2 separate regions of the Mus musculus genome follow, and region 1 is linked to region 2. A link is a contact called in public Hi-C data. All regions are on one chromosome and are shown on one strand. The core of a region is the stretch at or near the end of the contact, and the rest is flanking DNA. Distances in the headings are between cores, read along the strand shown. Region 1 overlaps 1700012I11Rik (RIKEN cDNA 1700012I11 gene). Region 2 overlaps St3gal1 (ST3 beta-galactoside alpha-2,3-sialyltransferase 1).

Region 1 (3,587 bases), core at 149-2,648, 120 kb after region 2:
GTGTTGTTCTGGTTGCAGGAGTATAGAAAATTGGTGTCAACAATTCAATGGGTCTTGAGCCAACATTGACCCAGAATAAGATGGCACAGTTGGTTGCAGCGATAGGGCCCCAACTAGAGTCCAGTGAAGACAGAGTTAGAAAGGGTTACTATATTCAGATGGCTTAATTGACTGTGTCTTTAAGGATCAGAAGTGAAGAAATGGGAAGAAAAGGCAATGTGAGGCTGTGTTAGGAGGATGCCGCTGGGTACAGTCAGTCCACATCCAGTGAGGGCTACCTGGGATGAACATTGGACCTTGCTTAGGATTCTCAGCAGGAATGACCAAAAGCCCATTATCTTCCTTTCCTTTCTCTTCCTTTTTCTTGAGGGAAGCCTGAGTTGCTCTCCTTACTCTATCTGCCTCTTATTTGTAGGTAACGGTTTGGAAAACATACCCACAGAGATGGTTCCTTTCTGGGCAGAGGAAAATACTGCTGTGTTATGCATTTTCTAGGTAAGACTCTGACAGTATAAAGCCAATGTGTCCTGGAAATATCGATTCCACAGGCAGCTGAAATCCACGTGGAGGTTGAGAATGTGAGGCACAGTGACTCATGTCTACTTTGGCATTATCATGCAGCTTGGGACAACAGAGGTGAATGCCTAGTATTTCCATTGACCACTGCTGCAGAAAAGGCCAGCTGACAGCCAGTCTTGCTTGAGATACTGCAAGGGGTGGTAATACATATTCTCAGGAAGGCCGGCAATCTACAACCGTCTGCTTTCATGTGTGAAGCTAAGAGGTTCTGACTGTCCCCCACAGCTGAGGAACTGGATGTGGTGTGGCTAATTACCATGGCATGGACACTGAGTGCCTCTCCAAGCCATGTGCAATGCTTCATCCCAGGAGGTTTTTATGAGAAAGTGATACGGTCATGGGAGCTCTTTAGGTCACTGGAAGGTTCTGGAAAAGACTGTTAAGATCTTAACCCTTTCTTTCTTTCTTCTTTTTCTTTTTATATCTTATTTTTGAGATATAAAGTACTTACAATAATTCTCTCTTTTGCTCTCCCCAAACTCTCCCATATGCCCCTCTTTTTCCAATTAATAACCTCTTTTTTCACTAATTGTTTTTGCACACAAACACACACACACACAATCTCTCTTTCGCTCGCTCTCTCTCTCTCTCTCTCTCTCACACACACACACACACACACAGACACACACAGATACACACACACACACACACACACACACACACACACACACACACAAACACCTAAACATACTTGGTTGGGTACATATGATTTTACTTTTATGTACATTCTTAAGGCTCACTGATGGGCACTGGGCAGACAATTGATGTGTTCTTCTTCCTTGGGGAGGATTTATATTTCTAGCTCTTAGCTTTACTCAGTTGTCTCTAGTTCTTGCCCAGTCTTGATGACTCATGGGCACTTCCTAATGCCCTTTGGCATGCCCATTGGTGTCTTCCCTTTTAGTTCACATGTAATCATGTTAGTGAGACTTAATGGTTGTAGAGGCAGGGTCGCACAGCAAATTCTGATCCTTGGCTCTTACAGTCTCTTTACGCTTCTTCCACAATGATCTATGAGCCTTCAGTGGAGGAGTGTTTTATATATGGATCCATTGTTCCATTGTGTCTGTGCTCTACAACTCTGAATATTGCTTGATAGTGGATTTTGTTTTTTGTAGTTGTCTCCAACTGTGGCAAAGAGAAGTTTCCTTGATGAAGGGACAAGACTACACTTACCTGTAGGTATAAGGACAAGTGTTTGTAGACGGTGGTTAGGGATTTTCATTCTTGGCCGTACACTTCCACCATGAGGCAGTCTTCAGCTCAGCCCCAAAAGTAATGGCGGTGAGATGATCAGGACTTGGAGCATCCAACACTGTGAATAAAGATGGAATCAACCTTGCCTAATGTGCAGGACTAACCACTACTTTTCCTTACCTCAAGAATCTCTGCTTCAGAGACAGTGACAGAAATCCCCAGAAACCTCTGTTTTTCCCTGCTTTCCTTCTCAGCTCAATCTGAACCGCACACGCATTCGCACCCAGTTCTGGGACCTCTTCATCCACAGTCTTCTGTACATTACTGTGACAACTTACTCATAGCCTCCTCATGCCATCATGGCCCTGTATTTGGACATCAGAAAAACAAGAGGGTGTTTTGTTCCCACTTCTAAGGAGGGGCATAGTGTCCACACTTCAGTCTTCATTTTTCTTGAGTTTCATGTGTTTAGGAAATTGTATCTTATATCTTGGGTATCCTAGGTTTTGGGCTAATATCCACTTATCAGTGAGTACATATTGTGTGAGTTCCTTTGTGAATGTGTTACCTCACTCAGGATGATGCCCTCCAGGTCCATCCATTTGCCTAGGAATTTCATAAATTCATTCTTTTTAATAGCTGAGTAGTACTCCATTGTGTAGATGTACCACATTTTCTGTATCCATTCCTCTGTTGAGGGGCATCTGGGTTCTTTCCAGCTTCTGGCTATTATAAATAAGGCTGCTATGAACATAGTGGAGCATGTGTCCTTCTTACCAGTTGGGGCATCTTCTGGATATATGCCCAGGAGAGGTATTGCTGGATCCTCCGGTAGTACTATGTCCAATTTTCTGAGGAACCGCCAGACGGATTTCCAGAGTGGTTGTACAAGCCTGCAATCCCACCAACAATGGAGGAGTGTTCCTCTTTCTCCACATCCTCGCCAGCATCTGCTGTCACCTGAATTTTTGATCTTAGACATTCTGACTGGTGTGAGGTGGAATCTCAGGGTTGTTTTGATTTGCATTTCCCTGATGATTAAGGATGTTGAACATTTTTTCAGGTGCTTCTCTGCCATTCGGTATTCCTCAGGTGAGAATTCTTTGTTCAGTTCTGAGCCCCATTTTTTAATGGGGTTATTTGATTTTCTGAAGTCTACCTTCTTGAGTTCTTTATATATGTTGGATATTAGTCCCCTATCTGATTTAGGATAGGTAAAGATCCTTTCCCAATCTGTTGGTGGTCTCTTTGTCTTATTGACGGTGTCTTTTGCCTTGCAGAAACTTTGGAGTTTCATTAGGTCCCATTTGTCAATTCTCGATCTTACAGCACAAGCCATTGCTGTTCTGTTCAGGAATTTTTCCCCTGTGCCCATAGGGAACAAAACACCCTTGGAAGGAGTTACAGAGACAAAGTTTGGAGCTGAGATGAAAGGATGGACCATGTAGAGACTGCCTTATCCAGGGATCCACCCCATAATCAGCATCCAAACGCTGACACCATTGCATACACTAGCAAGATTTTATCGAAAGGACCCAGATGTAGCTGTCTCTTGTGAGACTATGCCGGGGCCTAGCAAACACAGAAGTGGATGCTCACAGTCAGCTAATGGATGGATCACAGGGCTCCCAATGGAGGAGCTAGAGAAAGTACCCAAGGAGCTAAAGGGATCTGCAACCCTATAGGTGGATCAACATTATGAACTAACCAGTACCCCGGAGCTCTTGACTCTAGCTGCATATGTATCAAAAGATGGCCTAGTCGGCCATCACTGGAAAGAGAGGCCCATTGGACACACAAACTTTATATGC
Region 2 (3,988 bases), core at 570-3,069:
TTTCTCCCTGGAGTTGTCTGCTCTGCAGCCACTGTTGGACGTGGTGGGGAGAAAGGGTCTTACCCGTGTTAGACCCCGTGTCAGACAGGGAGGCTCCACTGAGTTTCAGCGTATCGCCCCTCTTTATAAACTTGAGCAGGTGGCTAGGCAGGAAAGAACAAAGTACCAACTGGGGCCTCAACAGCCTCTGCCCTGCCCAGAGGGGCCCAGAAACAGCTTGTTTATTATCTCTATGCTAGACATTCTTTTGATGGCAGCCTTGACTCAAGGCCCAATGACTTTTGGCCAAATCTTGTCTTTCTCATCACTGAAAAGTAGACCATCTCCAGGCCTCTGGGTTCTCGCTCACTGGCTTCATATAGCAGAACCAGAAACCAGAGAGTAAGACCCAGGGCAGCGGAATGCCTCGAACATGCTATAGAGAAGAGAGCGCCTTCTTCAAACTGCTCTCAAGCCCTGTCCTGATCAGTGGCTATTTGGTGCCACCTAGTCTTCTTATGGAAAGTGTTCAGTGGAGCCTGGCCAACAGCACCAGAGTAAAAACAGTCATAGAAGGCACACCACACAGTTCCTGTGCGTTGTGAGCCAGACTCTGAACTTCTCTGATCCTTGCTTCCTAAAACACTGTTGCTTCAGGCCAAGGTGGGAAGAATGACTGGCATAAAGGGGACCAGCACAGAGCACCGAGTGTAAATAACACCAGCCGTGGCTGTTTCTATTCCTTGAATCCCGGATGCTTCCTGTGGACAATGTACCCCAAGATGGCTGGACTGTCTCAAGGGCAAGTTTATTTAAAGGACCAAATGATACCAGGCATTAAAGAATACAAGCCAGGGACACCCTGTCTCAGTTCCTCTAGGTGGTGGCACCTGACTATTCGGTGCTTTCTGAGGCCCCGGGGAAAGTGGTCCTAACAGTGTGTGTGTGTGTGTGTGTGTGTGTGTGTGTGTGTGTGTGTGTGTGTTAGGGATCCCAGAACTAGAGATACAGCAAATAGCCAAACAGTGAGGCTGACCCAGTGAGCTAGCAGCTAGCTAGTTGACTGCCCAGGGGCTTCTCCACAGTGGTTTTACTTTCCAGTTTCCACCTGCCTGTCCCTCCGATTCCCTTCCCCCATGCTTAGGCGTACGAATGTACTGCCCTTTGGAGCCTGTGAGAGTACACCTCCCCCCCCCCCCAGGAGAGGCCCATCACCCTTATAACACTGGGCCCCAGGGTTGGATGGGGCCAACTGGTTCTTTGTACTTTGCAGTTCAGGGTCCTAGCTGCCACCTGTTAGACCTCTGATGAGTCCCGTGCACTGGGCTTTGACTAGAGCAAGTCTTTGTCGTCAGTTAGGCCTAGGGAATGTTGAGCCTACCTTTCCCAGGTGATAGGCCCTGTGTAGGTCATTCTACCTCTCTGCTGGGTTTGCTCCATAAGGCAGAACGGTCACTCTTCTTTAAGGGTCTATAGAAAGTACAAGCAGAGCCTCCTGGCATCTAACATGCATGGAAATGAGTTATCTTCATCACCAATGCACAGGTGATGGGATTGAGGCTTAGTGGGGAAGCCTTTGACTGAATCTACGCACCCAGGAACTGAACCGTGAATTTGAACTTGCTCCTCCCCTCAAATACGGTGCTTTCTCAGACTTGGAAATGAAAAGCCCAGACATCGCCCTGCCCTTCCTTTCCTGTCTCTGGCACATCTACTCTGTGCTAAGCAAGAAATTCCAGGAAGCAGATGCTGGCTCTGAAAGTTGCATCCCCTGAGCAGGATCTGGGGTTACTGTGTTCTCATACAAGGGTGTGCCTCACTTCTGCTTTAATCCCTCATTTGGAGAACCCACGGCCCAGTGAGTCAGAGCTGGAAAGCTCTTGGCTGGGGCTCGCCGGTGGAGGGGAATGCCGCTTGCTCAGGCTCCTGGGCCACTTATCACCAGCAGCTGAGGACTTCTCAGAGCATCTGCTGTTGACACTTGGTGACTAGCTTCCTCCCTGAAGATGTTGCTCAGTACAGCTGTCTGGGAAGCCTGGGAGACTGGAGATGTTGAAATCTTCCAGGTGAATTCTAGAACTTTGTGGTTAAAGTCAAAGCAAGGGGCAGCCAAGAGCTAGGGAGCTGTCTGCTTTTAAAATGGTTGAGTCCTACACAAAGGTATCACTGCTATATGCCAGCCGAGGACTTTTAGGGAGTCCTGTTTATTGCTGACCGGGACCCCCAATTGGGTCACTGTCTACCACAGTGAGGGGGTTTACCTACCCTCCTTCATACGCCCTCCCCCTCTAGTGATGCACTGCTCAGACAGCTCTGGAGTCTGTTAGTCGATGTCTGGGTTGATAGAAGAGTGAGCCGAGGCCTTCCTTCTGTCCTACCTTAGTGGTGGTGGCTGCAGGTGGCTTGACACTGCCCCGGAGGACATGCCTAAGGACTACCTTAAGGCTGAAGGTAGGTGTGTTCTGTGCTGACTTTCTGAAGCTTCCTGGTTTCAGGGTCCCAGCCAGAATGGCTTCCCTAAATGCCTGAGGTCTCACACCTCCTCGCTTTCCTCAACTTTGCAAGTGACTGGTCTCTGAGAAGCACTCGTTTTCTATCCATATTCTCAGACCGGATCCTCACTGCTTGCCTTACAGATCCCTAGGACAACTCTAACCAAGCCTGGCAGCTCCCATGCCTCTCCATTTTACCTCTACTTGGCTGGCCCATCCCAGACGGAGCTATCGCCTAACAGCCTTTGTGCGTAGTATACCCGGGTGTGATGGATCCTTTTCCTTGTCACATTGACTAGGTTTAGAATTTCCATAGAAGCACAATAAATCTTATGAATGCAGAAGGAAGTAGCTGGAGAAATGGCTCAGAGGTTAAGAGCACTGACTGCTCTTATAGAGGATCAGGGTTTGAATCCTAGATCCCACATTGGACACCATACACAGGCCCGTATGTAATCTCAGTTCTGAGGGATCTATGCCCACTTCTGACCTCTACAGGCACCTTCACATGCACACACACACACACACACACACACCACATACACACACACCCCACATACACACACATGTTTTTTTCTTTTTTTCAAAAGGATTTCTATGAAAAAGGTTCTCTAGAAAGGTTTAACTGAGCTGGGAAGACCTCTCCTGAATATAGGTGACATTATTCTGGACTGAATAAGGAGAAAGTCACCCAAGTGCCAGCATTCACTGCTCTCTGCTTCCTAACTGTGGACGCAATGTGCTCAGTCACTCCCTATCCCTCCACTGGGCTACCCATGCCAAGGTGATCTCTACCCTAGCTGGGAGCCAAAACAGAGCCCTCTAATAATGATGGTTGGAATGAAAAATGGATCATGTATTTGAATGCATGATCTTAGATAGCAGCACTGTTTGGAGAAGCTACAGAGCCGTTAGGAGGTCGACGTATGCTGGAGGAAGTACATCAGTACTCTTGTAGACGTTGCTTTTGGTCAGAGTAACCAATATACGCCCCTTCCTTCCTTAAGTTCCTTCTGCCAGACATTTTGCCATATTAGTGAGAAAAGCAACTGATACATGAAGCTCAAGCAGCCGGAGTCTCTGGGCAACTTTCTGGAACCCTGTTTTGTAGAGGAGGAAGTTAGGCCCTGAGAGGCTGACCTTCTCAAGCCACCTGGAACTGCTAGAAACATTCAGCCCCATTCAACAGAATGCAAGGTAAAGGCCTTGCATAAAGGAGCTAGCTCTGGGCCAAGGCTAGGAAGGGCCCTGTTGGTTCCTAAGTCAGTCCTTCAGTGTCATGCTGTCTTGCCTTTCCCTCGGAAACCTGCAACACTCTTCTGAACATAGTAGGCGTGGTGGTTTGAATGAGAACTTCCTCCCTAGGCTCTCGCATTTGGAGATTTGGCCCCTAGTTGGCAGCACTGTTAGATAGGCTTAGCAGATACCTCCGTGCTGGCGATGGGCTTTGAGAGCTTAAGGCTTCACCCTAATCCTAGTTCACCTTCTCTGCTTTTCGTTTGTGGCTTAAGACATAA

The links. A called contact is a pair of places that touch in the nucleus more often than the background predicts.
Region 1: a contact with region 2 is called in a Hi-C map of muscle stem cells, with 3 times the contacts expected there. The contact joins two enhancer-like sites. A contact is called at or near these places in 2 of 39 promoter capture datasets (the C10 cell line and stem cell-derived epiblast-like cells), 3 of 484 Hi-C or Micro-C datasets (conventional dendritic cells, muscle stem cells and myocytes) and 1 of 9 other capture datasets (adipose tissue).

The regions. Positions count from the first base shown.
Region 1 is chr15:67,239,228-67,242,814 of GRCm38.p6, forward strand. 1700012I11Rik (RIKEN cDNA 1700012I11 gene) reads left to right here. Exons shown (of 9, transcript NR_045140.1): 2 at 416-495. Among named protein-coding and RNA genes, the nearest start is that of 1700012I11Rik, 14 kb to the left of the region's middle. Within about 2 kb of position 1,399, at least 2 of the 459 cell types and tissues checked have an H3K27ac peak or open chromatin away from gene starts, as enhancers often do. A contact at or near this core is called in muscle stem cells, where this site is marked.
Region 2 is chr15:67,115,087-67,119,074 of GRCm38.p6, forward strand. The region is part of intron 3 of St3gal1 (ST3 beta-galactoside alpha-2,3-sialyltransferase 1); the gene reads right to left. Among named protein-coding and RNA genes, the nearest start is that of Gm31400, 53 kb to the right of the region's middle. Within about 2 kb of position 1,820, at least 148 of the 459 cell types and tissues checked have an H3K27ac peak or open chromatin away from gene starts, as enhancers often do. A contact at or near this core is called in muscle stem cells, where this site is marked.